Linked DNA regions of Triticum aestivum: region 2 is linked to region 1. A link is a contact called in public Hi-C data. All regions are on one chromosome and are shown on one strand. Each heading gives the region's core, a stretch centred on a gene start, on an enhancer-like site or on the middle of the called end of the contact. The rest is flanking DNA. Distances are from core to core; before and after follow the strand shown. Region 1 overlaps LOC123079021 (dynamin-related protein 5A). Region 2 holds the start of LOC123079022 (VQ motif-containing protein 4).

Region 1 (2,608 bases), core at 30-2,529:
TCGCCGCCAAAGGCCCTGGTCGCTCTCGCCGAGTTGATCATTGTCCCCCGCGCCAACGGAACCACGTCTGGCCGGCGGAAACACCGGTCAAACACTCCATCGCTCGCTCACGCCGTACGTCGACTAGCAGCCCACTCGCTCTCACCCTTCAGGTCTTGAGTGCACTTCAGCTCCCAATCCACCGCCCCGATACATGTGGCCTATACTCAATCCATACGCCTGCGGCTCCGCCGCTGCTCGTGACGATGGCCTCCTCATCGATCAGTTTCTAATTTGGGAATGCTGAATGTCCGTCCGGTCAAGTGAACGTGCGGATAAGCTAGTAGCTCACAGATACACCGGCCGTCGTGTCAGTACACTATTTTGTACTACCAGCCGTGCGAGCCTGCCAGAAGATCCACGATCAAACCAAGCATGGCGTGGGGACCTGGGGACGCAAGCTTGCCGAATTTATATGCATCCAAACAACGATAGTAATATTTCTTTGCATCTCCAGTAGATTTTGCGTCTTTAAATCCAAATCTGCGTGTTGGAGTGTCTGTGTATCTTCAGCTAGATCCATGTAGCATCACGCAGCAGCTCTGCATTTCATCTTCGGCGAGTCCCTGTGTTCCCTCCGATTGAACTGTCCTTGGCTCCACAAGTTAGTGCTAGGATTAGTCCACACAGATGGAGAATTAATCTGGTTCATGATGGTTCCGCTGCCATTTCTGCATCAGGACTCATCAAACCTTTCTTTGACCGGCAAATTAAGCGTGCTTAATTCCCGTCCAAGTCCGCATCTAGCAGTACTGACCATGACACAATGCCAATCAATCGCTCTGGATTCTGAACCACGCTTGCTGACTTGCTGTCACTTTTAGCTCACCCTACTACACGCTTCCATTTCCCTCTCAAAATATACTTTCGAGACAGAGAGATCCACCCAGTGCCATCACGACTGCGAGCTCATTCCCTCGCAACAGCCACCAAATCTGCAGCGTAAAGTTCGTCTCATTCTTGAAGACCAGTGTACAGCAGACTAAAACGCGTAGGTCGCTGTTCCTTCACGACCCGGTGTCCCCAGGATGCAACCCACTGTTTGATGATCTATCTACTACTGCAACTCCCATGGTCCTTGGGCTCCATGAGACCATGATTCCACCGTCACGCGCACTAGTACTGCATCCACCGATTCTCCACGGACCACACAAGTGGATGGCACAAGATGCCCATCCATGATCCATCAGCTGGGATGGGAGGTGCCTCCAAAATGGTGGAGAAAACCCAGCACTATTCTCCTGTCTTCTAGCTATGCCCACTCCCTTTCACTCGCTCCCCTCCACGCTTGGGGCTCCAGGACCCCCTCGAACGTGGACGTCAAAGAATCTTGTTTGAGATACGAACATGTAATAAAGCAAGATTTGAACATGCATATATCAAGATAGTCTAGACCTTTATACTCCCTCCGTCCGGAAATACTTGTCTGAGAAATGAATAAAAATGGATATATCTAGAACTAAAATACGTCTAGATACATCCATTTCTTCGACAAGTATTTCTGGACGGAGGGAGTACAAAGAAGGGACAGGGGATTCGCTACCATCCGTTGACCGAGCAGGCAGACGACGGGACAGAGAAACAAAGAAGGAACCACAATTTTTGTAGAACCACCTAGAGAAAAGCCGCTTGTTTTGACGATCGATTTCAAACAAGACATTCCTCTAGACTAGAAAAAGTGCGTGGGGACTGTCGCCTTGTCAATTTGGCGTTTCGAATCACAGTAAATTGCTGAATGAAATTTTGTGCAGAGTTCACTGGAAGAAAAAACAGATTGACGCAAAAGAGAAATCAATCAACCATGAACAAACCAAGTCATTAATTGATAACAACTGAGCAGTTGCGTGCTTGAGATTGACAAGCTGTCAAACAATTTTAGCGAGCCAAGTAGGCATGTCATTGTTACCAAAGGCAACCAGAATATTTTACATGTCTGTCCAAAATGAACTAGAAAGCAAAGCCCAATTCCTCGACAGAATAATGGAACAACGGCAGAAAACATCGTTTCATCACTTTTTTGACAGGGAAGAAAACATGGCTTAAGTTACAAGGAAATTCAGTTGCGAATAAAGGGAGAAAAGTGTGAGGCCTGTGAACGTTTCATCACTTTTTTTTGACAGGGCAGAAAACATGGTAGAAGAAATCACCTAGATTCTCATGCAGGTGACAGGGTGATGGACAGGTGAAAATACGGCCAGAAAGATACAGGGAGGGAGCCATCAAACTCCAACCAACAACAGCCTACTATATTTATTGTGCACATCTAAACACTTTTGCCTCGTGGCCAAATCTGTTGAATCGGTCCAGTGGTTCATTCATACTCAACTAATCTCATATTAAAACCAAAACGGGAAGCAGTCCAACCAGACCACATGCTGAGTACTAGTATAAAATACAGATTTGGCCCTAACATACGAATTGTGCCATATCTTGAAACAAAATGGATATATGTTGTACAGGAGTTGTGCACAACTGGTGAGATTCGAGATCACAAAATCTAGTAAGCTGCAACTTTATAATCAAGTTGTATATAGCCCCAATATCTGATAGGGATAAAACATACATCTTC
Region 2 (2,608 bases), core at 45-2,544, 280 kb before region 1:
ATATACTTCACTCGGGTTGCAGCAGCAAACACCGGACTTTGGACAATTATAGCAGATTCAGACCATATGTATTTATGAGCTTGGACGCACCAACGGTGGTGGTTGATGAAGTTCAGAGGGAATCAATCCAAACAGCAACAGAAACAAGATCAGAATTGGGAAAAGATCTACTAGCAAAGAAAGGTCGAAATTAAGCTGTAATTAACCGATTAATCGAGTCGCAACCTCAAAAGAGAACCAACTCCCCTCTTCCTTTCAAGAAGGGAGCAAAAATTACAACAGCAGCGCCGGCGCCGGCGAAGAACGACACAGCAAACACCTTACTACTACTATGAAACTAGAACTGCGAACAAAGGACGGCGATGATACAGCGACGGTAGTAGAAGTCGTAGATTACTTCATGGCTGGCTGAGCAGGATGCGCGCGCAAAGGCGGAGGCTTTGGGTCACTCACTCGGCCGGCGCCGCCGTCGCGGACGCGGCGGCCATCCTGGGCGAGCTGACGGGGAACAGCGGGAGGAGCCGCGGCGGCTCGGCGCCCCGCGGCGAAGGGTGGAAGAAGAAGCCCTTGTCGGCGATGGCCGCGCGCTCGGCGGCGTCCCCCGAGGACGACGCCGGCGAGGGGAAGAAGGGGTCGCCGGTGAGCGGCGTCACCGGGCTGCTGAGCTTCAGGGACGGGAAGTCCAGGACGCTCGGAGACAGGATCTCCGGCGCGGCGGAGGCGTTCCTCGTCGACGGCGGCGCCCCCATGGCCAGCGGCGCGATCATCTTGAGGTTCTTGAGGCTGCTCCGCCGCTCGTACAGCTTGAAGGACGGCTTCTTCGGGCGGCACGGGCCGCTCCCGCTCGCCGCCTGGTTCCCGGCGCTGCCGTTGGTCGTCGCCGCGGCGGCGCTCTTGGAGGACTGCTCGGAGCCGGTGAGCATCTGGACGACCTGCTTGAAGGAGGTGGTGTCGGCCTGGACGAAGGTGGTGGGGAAAGGGGTGGTCTCGATGGTGCGGGGAACGGGCCTGGGGGAGGGCGGAAGGTTGTGCGGGTGCGGCGGCTGGGCGCGGTGGTAGGGGTGAGACGGCGAGGTGGAGGAGGAGGAGGAAGAGGAGGTGGACGACGACGGGGAGTTGGGGTCCTGCGGAGGCATGGGGAGGAACTGCTTGGTGCACGGCTCCATTGAAGCCTTGCGTCTGCGTATGGTTAGAGTTGGGATGCGTGAGCTTCTCGGGGGCGAGGAGGAAGGGAAGGGGGAGAAGAGGATTTGGAGCGAGGAAAAAGGGCCGGGGGTTGGTTAAGAAGAGAGATAGAGAGAGAGGGGGAGGGGGAGGGAGGTTAGAGATGCATTGTTGTTGGTGTGAACTGTGAACTGGACTTTGGAAGGATGCTTTCTCTCTCCCTCGCACACTCACGTCCGTTACTTCAGCTTTGGTTCCTTTTCATGCTGGGGTTTCTCAATTTTCTCTCGTCTCTTTCCTCTCCTTTTTCTTTTCTACCTAGAGCATTTACAACCGGACTTAGGGCAAATCCGACCCTCAAACACGCATCCCGGAAGCAGCGGAGCGCAAGCCGGACGATCATCTCCTCCTCAGGACCGCGTGAGATGAGCTCGGGGTCGACGGATCTAGAGATGTAGAACTCATATCCGCTGCCCGCCAATGCCGAAGTAGGCCGAAGATCGTCGGATAGGGTGGAGTGTAGTGGAGGCAGTGGAGGGGAGGGGAGTGGAGTGGCTAGGGTTTGGTCCAGGGAGCGGATGGAGACTATTATGTGTGGAGTCGGGTGGGCTAGCGTAGGCCGGATCCGACGTGGAGGACGCGCCCGGTCGTTCCTAGGCCTCCCATATCCGCTTCATATTTAGGCTAGATATAAGGGGCGCCGGTCAGCCTGGGGGTTTGAGACGCCCATCAGGGTCGCTTTCTTTTACCGGTCACTTACCAGATCATCCGCCCGGGCGTATGGAGGGGGTTTGGGTGCCCAACTGTACATGCTCTTACTCGGCGGTGTTGGCTAGCGTGTTGCTGGTGCGAGCTCACATAGACACAACCTCTATTGTTTATTCTTTTTTCAGAACAAGCCTCAATTGTTTTTTGGGAAATACCTTTTTGAAACATAGGGGTTCCCTGCCCCAACTTTATTAAGCCAAGGCACAAACCAACAATCTCTTGGTGGCAATCCAAAATGGATGCGGCAGCTGATATCTCTTTTTTATTAATTCGTATTGAATGAAAAAGAGTATCCCACGCCTATTTTTTCATAGGTGACCAGTTATCGAACCTATGAGAGAAAAATTCCCTTGAAGCGATGGTCTCAACTAAGCTTTCGTCAAAGTGTCAAATCTAGCTTTTGACCGGATCAACAAGCAAAATAGTGATTCGAACTCTTATATTAAAAAAGGTATGGGTATGAAGTTTTATGCTTACAACCTTGTATTTGTGATGAGATAAAATAAGATATTAGTTTCTGCGCTGGAAGTCACCCGGCGAGATGTGTTTCTTACGGATCAAAGTGAGGGATGTGTCCAAATAACATCTTGACCGACACAAGTCCTAAATCAAGAATCAGTTGTCCTACCGCATGCCTTATCCGTCGCGCGGGATTACCTTGGTAATTAAGATAATG

What was found. A called contact is a pair of places that touch in the nucleus more often than the background predicts.
Region 2: a Hi-C map of leaf shows a contact between it and region 1, with 7 times the contacts expected there. The contact joins the promoter of LOC123079022 here to the enhancer-like site in region 1. A contact is called at or near these places in 2 of 5 Hi-C or Micro-C datasets (both in leaf) and 1 of 1 datasets of contacts at active chromatin or transcription factors (leaf).

The regions. Positions count from the first base shown.
Region 1 is chr3D:379,500,487-379,503,094 of IWGSC CS RefSeq v2.1, reverse strand. It overlaps LOC123079021 (dynamin-related protein 5A), which reads right to left. Exons shown (of 8, transcript XM_044501692.1): 8 at 2,536-2,608. Among protein-coding and RNA genes, the nearest start is that of LOC123079021, 5.6 kb to the right of the region's middle. Within about 2 kb of position 1,279, at least 5 of the 8 cell types and tissues checked have an H3K27ac peak or open chromatin away from gene starts, as enhancers often do. A contact at or near this core is called in leaf, where this site is marked.
Region 2 is chr3D:379,781,710-379,784,317 of IWGSC CS RefSeq v2.1, reverse strand. LOC123079022 (VQ motif-containing protein 4) reads right to left here and starts at 1,294. Exons shown (of 1, transcript XM_044501693.1): 1 at 183-1,294. The coding sequence starts at 1,166. The coding sequence ends at 450.